Regions from separate parts of the Rattus norvegicus genome. Here region 2 is linked to region 1. Evidence: chromatin contacts called from public Hi-C data. All regions are on one chromosome and are shown on one strand. Each heading gives the region's core, a stretch centred on a gene start, on an enhancer-like site or on the middle of the called end of the contact. The rest is flanking DNA. Distances are from core to core; before and after follow the strand shown. Region 1 overlaps Myom1 (myomesin 1). Region 2 overlaps Myom1 (myomesin 1).

What was found. A called contact is a pair of places that touch in the nucleus more often than the background predicts.
Region 2: a Hi-C map of liver shows a contact between it and region 1, with 3 times the contacts expected there. The contact joins two enhancer-like sites. A contact is called at or near these places in 5 of 12 Hi-C or Micro-C datasets (Schwann cells, kidney, liver and 1 more).

What each region holds. Positions count from the first base shown.
Region 1 is chr9:118,376,778-118,381,313 of GRCr8, reverse strand. It overlaps Myom1 (myomesin 1), which reads right to left. Exons shown (of 37, transcript NM_001191584.1): 2 at 445-585. Among named protein-coding and RNA genes, the nearest start is that of Myom1, 12 kb to the right of the region's middle. Within about 2 kb of position 2,148, at least 5 of the 93 cell types and tissues checked have an H3K27ac peak or open chromatin away from gene starts, as enhancers often do. A contact at or near this core is called in liver, where this site is marked.
Region 2 is chr9:118,410,134-118,414,669 of GRCr8, reverse strand. Myom1 (myomesin 1) reads right to left here. Exons shown (of 37, transcript NM_001191584.1): 11 at 1,188-1,387. Among named protein-coding and RNA genes, the nearest start is that of Myom1, 45 kb to the right of the region's middle. Within about 2 kb of position 2,494, at least 1 of the 93 cell types and tissues checked has an H3K27ac peak or open chromatin away from gene starts, as enhancers often do. A contact at or near this core is called in liver, where this site is marked.

The sequences.
Region 1 (4,536 bases), core at 899-3,398:
AAACTCTTTTACTTTCTATGAATTGACTTTAAATCGTATTTCACTACTCATAACTAAAGCTCTACTTCCCATGTCAACTGACTAGATAAACGTTATGTCCAAACCACTTTTCTTTTTTTTTTTTTTTTCTTTTTTTCGGAGCTGGGGACCGAACCCAGGGCCTTGCGCTTCCTAGGTAAGCGCTCTACCACTGAGCTAAATCCCCAGCCCCCAAACCACTTTTCTTTGTCATGTATCCTATATAATATATATATATGTATATATAGATGACAAAAGCATCTGGAAATGGAATGCCTTGATTCCAACGAGCCCATCTTTCTCAGTGTGGGCTCCAGGCTTCCTACGTCGTTTGTAAACCAGTATCTAGTAAGTCCTCAATAAATGTTAGCTGCTATTGACTCCTCACTTATAACAATTCCACGCAGGAAGAGAAAGTACACACACCGTCCAGAGTAAATAGGCACCATGTAGTTGCCTGACAGGTTTCCAGTCTCCTCTCCCGACAGAAGGCTCCGCTTGGCTCTCTTGGTTTGAGGACTCAACCTGGATGAATAATCTTCTAATAGCAGACTGGAATCTGTGAGTCTGAAATAAGATGCCTAACATTAGACAGAACACAGACTGCATTTAAGATACTGTAGACAAAGCAGACAGTGGAGACCATACCCTAGAGGAATTTCCCTGGAACCTTGGGTTTCTAGTGTTATTATCCTTCCCCTTTAGGAATGAATGAAAGTTAGAAGGATTACAGATTATGTAAATATACTCTAGACAGACACTAGGGGAAAATGGTAATAGAGATTTCATGGCTTTTCCCCCTCAAACTTAAAATCTTCACTAGGGAAATAGGAAACAATAGAAAGTAAAAAAATTAACAAAATAAAATATAGCCTTAACTTATGTAGTTGTTGAATTAAATAAAATGTATTTTTCATACAGATAACTTGATGAAGTCAAGTACATAGGTCCCAGAAGCCAATGTGTAGGCTGAAGATTGAAAACTCCTTGTTGACTATGAGGATGAAGGATGTCAACAAGACAGGGTTGTGTGGGGATTCTCTGTACTTAGTTTTCTCCTGTGGACTTCAACTCTAAAAGAAAATAAGATATTTAAAGCTCCTGCTCTGGACAGTTTTTGAAAAGAAGGTGAAGCCTCTGAGTGTTTATTTCTCAGGAAATAGCAAGCTGCCCAGTAAAAATCATTCAAGCCTTGGCTGTTGCCTAATGGTAAAGTTTGGAGATACTGGAGAGAAGGCTGTGCTGCTAAGAGGTTAACACTGAACGCAGGTCTTTAATCTCAGCACTCTGAAAGCGGAGGCAGGAGAATCTCTAAGTTTGAGACTAGTCTGTTCCACAGAGGTTGTACCAGGACAGCCAGAGGTTGTACCAGTTACTCAGATAAACCCTGTCTTAAAAAGAAAAGAAAAAAAAGAAGAAAGAGAGGGGGGAGAGAGGCAGGGAGGGAGAGAAAGAATTAAAGAGCACTTACTGCTCTCGCAGAGGACTGGGTTTTATTTATCAACACTCAGATGGTGGCTCACTCCCATCTGTATCTCTAGCTCAGGAGATCTAATGCCCTCTGGCCTTTGAGAGCACTTCTCTGTGCACATGGTGCACATACATAGACTTCTATAGGCATGCACGCACGCACACACAAGCACACGCACACACGCACAAGGAATAAATAATTGTTTTTAACATTTATAAAAGCAAAAAGAATTACCTATATCAAAAGCAGAACACAGGCCAGAGATGCACACAGTATAAAGCTGGGTGGCACAGAAAGCAAGTGGTGCTGAACAAAACAATAAGGGTCAAGGATTTCCAGGGTAGACAGGGACCCAGTTTTCTGAGTAGACGTTAAGCACAAACCCATGAATATTTGTGCGCCTTGTCTATTAACTGTGCTGTGCGTGCCAGGTGGGCACTGCCATTGATCTGATGAGATCTCATGGAGGTATCAAGGTATCAAACACCTTGTCCTCCCTGAGTCTGCAACTCAGGGTGAAAGCTAGCTCGTTTCCATGGTGTGGGTTTAAAGCTAAAGGTTAGAATCTTGAAATCAAGCTTGTGGATTGCTTACCCATTGGAAGCCAGAGTGAAATTTGTCCCTGGCTGATGTCCAGCAAGAGGAGTGCACTTTATACCTCAGGTCACAAAGTACAGCCTGTGCTGAAACTGAGTTTAAAGCTGGATTTGCTTCTACCTCTTTACTCCATTGCTACACAAAACAATCCCTGGTATCAAGTGTATCGCTGCCTTCCTGACTTCGAGAACAGTGGAAGTTTCTCGTTACCCTTCTATTTTTACTCTATTTTTTCATTATTGTTTCTATGAGCAAATTTTTTGCAAATTCATTTTTCCATGATTGGTTGCAATAGAAGTTAGGATGCCCCATTATTTTTGTTTGTTCCTTTTTCCTGGAAGACAAATATGAACGTATTATACAGAACATACCCCAAATAAGATTATCCTAGTCTTACAGGTGAATCATAGTAGCTGAGTTTTAATAGTTACATTAGATGCTAAAGATTGGTGGCAATAGCATTAGCTCCCATTTAATATTTTATATTAAAAAGCTTAATAAAAAGTACTATGTTGCTACACATTATACAATATTACATAGGAAATGCAAGGTTGCTACATTTTTATCCTTTCTAAATCTTATTCAACTCATTATTTCTTTCCTTTTAAAATCTGAGACAAGATTTCAGGCTATCCTGGAACACACTATGTAAACCAGGCTAGCCCAGAACTCAGAGATCTGCCCACCTTTGCACTCTGAGTACTGTAATAAAGCCATGTATAACCACAACTAGCTAAGTGTTTCTTACAAAGTGTGTGAAGTAGATATTAAATAACCATTTGACTAGATGACTTAGTAATGTCAAGTTATTTACTGAATGATTGACTGAGACAGGATCCTGATATATCTTAGGCTGGCCCACTCTCACGGTGATCCTCATATTTCTTCCTCCCAAATATTGAGATTACAGGTGCATGCAACTATGTTCAGCTTCCAAATTATCTACTGAAACTAGAAAACAAAACTAAACTAGGAATACATTTTTGAAGAACCACGTACTAATAATCAGTGCCATTATTTGAAAAGAATAATCAGTCTATTTCATTGTGATCCATGAAACCAGAGTCTAACATTTAATACATCAAACATTAAGCTGAAAAGTGATTCCAGAAGAGTAAAGTGTGTAGACTTTAAGCTTCTTTGACTCTAAAAACCTAGATAAGGGTTTATTAATTTCTTGGGACTTGAGTCATATCTAAATTTTGGTGAGGTTCCTTGTCTCATCTCTCAGTTTCTGAGTAGAAGGTAAAGCTGCCACACATAAAGCTATGTAGGTGTTTTACCTATTGAAGTTGTGTTGATTATTATGTATTACTGACTCAGATCACGAAGTTTCCTGTGCTCCTGGAAGTTAATTAATCAGATCAATCACATTGAGCGTGCTCCGTCTGTGGCTGTGTCTAGGTTTATCTCTTTGCACATGAATAATACTAAGTCATAGCTCTGTTAATAAGTCTACATTTAGTAGATTTTAGACAAGTATCCAGGCAGGCATGTATTCTATCTATAGCCAGCTGCACCATGGAGAGGGGGGCGGAGTCGAAGGCCAGAAATCATTCTCTGGAAACATTCTAGGAACTCAGAAATAAGCAGGCATGTGCATCTAATTAAAATACTCTGTCTGGGCTGGAGAGATGGCTCAGCGGTTAAGAACACTGACTGTTCTTCCAGAGGTCCTGAGTTCAAATCCCAGCAACCACATGGTGGCTCACAACCATCCATAATGAGATCTGATGCCCTCTTCTGTTGTGTCTGAAGACAGCTACAGTGTACTTATATATAATAAATAAATCTTTTAAAAAAATAAAATAAAATAAAATACTCCGTCCATTGTGCTGGCTCACATCTGTAATCCTAGCACTTGGGAGGCAGAGCCAAACTACAGGTTTGAGTCAACCTGATCTACATAGCATGCTCTAAGACAGTGAAGGCTACAGAACAAGACTCACAAAAAGTATTCTCTCTCTTTTGGACGGTGCCAGAATAATACTTAACAGGAAAAGCAAAATGAAAAGCTTTCTAGAACACTAGAGCTAGACAGTAACTTCTTGACGATGCTTATTTAATAGGTTATTCTTTTATGGGTGCAGAGATCACAGCCTTTCTCACATGTTCATATAGCAAGCTGGTGGTTGAACTGGGATTTGTACCCATGCCTTCCTGATCGTCAGCTTAGTGTCACTGCTACTATGCTGCTGGTCTCCAACTTCTGCGACAGTGCACTTAGTCAAAACATATTTATTCTCACATACTTATTTATCCGTAAACTCTCTGAATGCACAACTATACAGTCTCCCTTGATGACACACTGAATTATTACGAAAAATTTAAAGGAGATCCCTATACCTTCCCAATTTGTGGTTCTCCCCCCAGACCCTCCCTGCCCCTCCCCACAACTTTGGACACCCTGATACCATTCCACATTGCCTAGAATGATTCTGATGTTGATG
Region 2 (4,536 bases), core at 1,245-3,744, 33 kb before region 1:
AACTTAACAGAGAGGGAGTCTAGAGGTGATGTATCTTGGGTTTTGTGATATCACTAGAAGTAACTGAGGCAAAGAATAAACTTTAAGCGTGGCACGGACCCATAATCCTCCACGAGGGTTATCCTGTAGCCACTGGAGTATTTGGTAGTGTCTGGAAACCTCTGGATTACAACAGGAGAATGACACCATTGCCGTGTAGTAGGCAAAGACAAGGGCTGTCCACAAGCATCCCACATGCACATCCCTCACAACTGCTGGCCCAACTGTGACGAGGGCCATTGGACAGAATGAAATGTTACTATCTAGGGATGCCTACGATGCCGTTACAGCCCCTAGTATTGGGGATGCCGTACAGGTTCCCGTAGGAGGCAGAATTTATGTACATGGCTTTGACATTCAGACTTGGAAGATAAATAGATGTAAATAGGTAAAATGATTATTACTTTTATAGATTTTGTATTATATTTTAATTGTGTGTATGTGTGTGCATGTATGTCTTTATTGTTGTCGGTGCATGTGATTACACAGATGCCACATGGTACATATGGAAGTCAGAGTACAGGGGTCAGAACTCTCCTTTCACCACGGAGGTCCTGGGCATTGAACTCAGATAGTCCGGCTTGGCAGCAGGAGCCTTTCCCGGCTGAGTCATCTTGACAGCCCAAGATTATTTTATATTATCTAAATGGAAACTCAAATTTGCTTTTTAACCAACACAGAAAAGCTCACAGGGGTTCAATATTAGTGCTTTGATGAAGACCTCAAGGTCAAGAAATTCACTTCGAACCATAAATGAGGTCATATTTGGAATATATTAATAATGTGGATAAAAAAAGATCTTCAAGCTGTTTGCTCCCATATTTCATTCCTCACATCATGTTTAGAATACAGATACACTTTTCTGAGTAATGTTTTTAAAAAGATAAAATAAAATGAGGGTTTTAAAGAAAAAAAAAAACAAATTACTTTTTATGCTCTTGGGCTCACCCCAATCACGGGATTTTCTGATCAGAAAGGATTTCTTATTCTTGTCTCCCTCTAGTGGACGGGAGAGGAATTACTTGCAGTGACAGCTACCACAGGTTTCTTGGTTTTGTTTTGGGTTTTGGTGGTGGTGGTGGTGGTGTGATTGTTTTGTTTTGGTTTTGTTTTTTCAGAAAAGCTGCAGAGAAATTAAAACGACTTACTTTTAAGTCTGGCTTTCTCAGCTGGGTCCAGAGCAGCCACGGGCTCAGAAACTCGAGATGGCAAGCCTATTCCAGTTTTATTCACAGCACGGACTCGGAATATGTAGGAACGACCTTCTATCAAACCAGTGACTGGAAACCGAGCAAACTTCACAGGCGTGTCGTTGCACTGAGACCAGGTGTCTGTGCCCACCTCACACCTGAGGGAGAGAGGGATTAGCAGAATCTTACGAGGACTAAGGTTAAGTGAAGAGGGCCAAGGCACGAGTCCACCCTGTCACGTCAGATCTGACCTGTGTCAAAACCTGGAACTCCTGCATGGCTTCTCAGCTTAGACTTCAAACACTCAGTTCCTCTCAAGTTCAATATGTGTCATTTTAAATTTTTCTTTTAAAAATCTCAAGTATTTGTGTGTGTGTGTGTGCAAGTGTGTGTATGTATGTATCTGTGTGTGTGTCTGTGTGTATTAGTGTGTGTGAGTGTGTGTGTGTTTATAATATGTATGTCTGTTCATGTATGTGTGTCTGTGTATATGTCTGTGTGTGAGTGTGGTATGTGACTCTATGTGTGTTTGTGTACACAAGTGCCCCAAAGTGCATGTGGAAGTCAATGGACAACTTGAAGGAGTTTTTTCTTCCTCTGTCATGTGGGATATGGGTACCCATCCACCTTTACTCACTATGACATCTTACCAGCCAGCAACTTGTCATTTTTTAACATGAAGAACAGACCCTCAGACCTTTCTAAACTGTGTTTCAAGAAGAGAAGTGAGGGATGGGGGTAAGAAAACCATCAGATGTCCAGAATCCTTTTTATTTAATTTTTTAATGTGTATGGGTGTTTTGCCCGTATAAGTGCCTGTGCACCACTTATGCCCTGGTGCCTGCCAAGGACAGATGTTGGATCCCTTGGAACTGGAGTTGCAGACAGTTGTGAGTTGCCATGTGGGTGGTGGGAATTGAACCCAGGTCTTCTGAAGAGCAGCCAGTGCTTTAACCACTGAGCTGGCTCTCCAGAATCTTTATGCAGAAGAGGTTTAGGAAAAGGATCCCTCATCCCTGCCCCCACTGACACCTTTAATGTCACTGCTAGTAATTTCTCTGTCTTCTTTAGGCATTTTCTTTTAAAAGCAGAACTGCTGTGGGATAATTTGGGACCTAAAAAGCTAAGTGTACAGCTGGGCATGGTGCTGCACACCTGTAATCCCAGCATTTGGGAACCTGAGGTAAAAGGATCATGACTCTGAGGCTAGTCTAGGCTAAACAGGGAGACTCTCCAAAATGTGAACCGACCAAACGAAACAGAATGAAAAGCTATTTGCACTGCAGTTTGGAAAGCCGCTTGTTGTTTTCTTACTTGGTGATCGCTATGTTCTGTGTGAGTACAAGGGTCAGGAGGTTATTGTAACACTTTTTTTTTCTTTCCTTTTTTTTCGGAGCTAGGGACCGAACCCAGGGCCTTGTGCTTGCTAGGCAAGTGCTCTACCACTGAGCTAAATCCCCAACCCCTATTGTAACACTTTTGTTTCTTTTCTTTCCTCGTCCTCTACTCTGCCCTCTCTCCCAAGCTGGTTTTGAACTCGCAACCCTCGTGCCTCTACCTCCTAAGTACTGGGACCACATACCATGCCCAGCCATGCTTTTCTCTGTAACAATGAGGCTGATGATATCCACCAGGAAATGGAGTGTGGGGAAACTGATTTCCAGCTGCCTGCTACTGTAGCAGCTGGGACCCAAGACCCGAGTCAGAGAACTGCTCAGAAGATAATACGATAGTTCGTATGTCGATATCGAAGCCAGTCTACACAGCTTTAGGGACTCGATGTCTGAGCGAATTGTGCAGCATTGTGATACAGCAACTCCTTGTTTTTTTTTACAAGTCGTACACAATGCTTTAGCTTGAAATGCATCCCCAATATGACACTATGTTCAGAACGTATACAATTCCCATCTAGTTCTCATGGGAGGGCAGGGCCAAAAAACCTGGGAGATGGTTGGAGGAGGGGAGGTCTTCCCTTCCTCACTATCTTTTACATTCTTTGATGTGGATAATGACGGTTGCCTTTAACATTATGTAAGTTTCTATAAAATGTATTTGCAATTCGTGTCTCCCTAAATGTCTGCTTTGCAGGGTTTGGGGAGTTGCTGTGTGTGGGGAATGGCAGGGAGCCGAGGGAACTATAGCAGTTCTATCTGTGTCTCCCAAGGTCTGTCTGTCTGTTCAGGCACTGCCAACATGACTCCGTGACACTAGAATGTGCTTCTTAACCTTCATTTGTGCAAAAAAAAAAAAAAAAAGGTGGAGGGCATCTTCTCTAGAAGCTTCTACAGCGCGTTGGAGCAGAAAGAGCACTGACCTACAGTTGAGCTGTATTTGAATTCTAGCTCTGGGCTTCCTATGTGTGGCCTTAGGCAAGCTAACATTTCTTGGCTGGCATGTGGCTTGAGCCAGCTCTTTCTTTCCTACCTGCAATAGCAAGGCCTGTCCAGGATGGTTATGGATTAGTGGTAAATACATGAAGTGTTTAGAACAGTGTTTAGCCATCAGTAGGTATTAGCCATGCTGTGCTCATTTATAATGACCAGGGCAAGAGAAGAACAGCATGCGTGGATTTTCCTGTCTTCCATAAAGTCTGCAGATCCCTCAGCTATTTGTCAAAGACAACAAAGCAGAAACTGACAATAAAAAGGAGTTTGTTAAGCCTCCACATTTGTCAAAAGCAAGTGAATCTCCCATCCTATTGTCTATCTATGCTAAATAGAAAGAACTGGTTACAAACATTTCTCCCTCAGGTACTGAGAATAGTAAGTATACTATTTTTTTTACTTATTGTTACAAATAAGAGGTTGGATACATTGACATCAAACTGTCTCTAATTGTTTCCACAACCAAAAGTAAAAAGAATTGGAAGAAAACCTAAGAGGATCACAGACTTGGACCAATAGTTTGAATTCATTGCTTACATTGCCCAAACCCAGGAGATGTGTCAATGTATAAAATCCACAGATCTCAGGATCCATAGGTTCTGAAGACTATAGTCAACAAAGACTCTTGGGTAAAGATGTAGCCCAACACTGTGAATTTTTGTTACTGTTTCTTATGTAATATGGATAACTTAAAACCACATAGTAAGGTATAAGGAATTAATTTGTGCTCCCAAAGTCAATACTTTTAAGTGACTGCCATACTAGGAATGCAGATGTTCAGTATATTATTTCATTTCTACAGTGGCTTCTGCTATTAAGTTTACAAATTCATTGTATTTTTGCCAAGTTAGTGACTTGAATTGGTTGTCAAATTTAAAGGATTAATTAATGTAAATAAGTAGGTACTAACATGTATGTAGTTG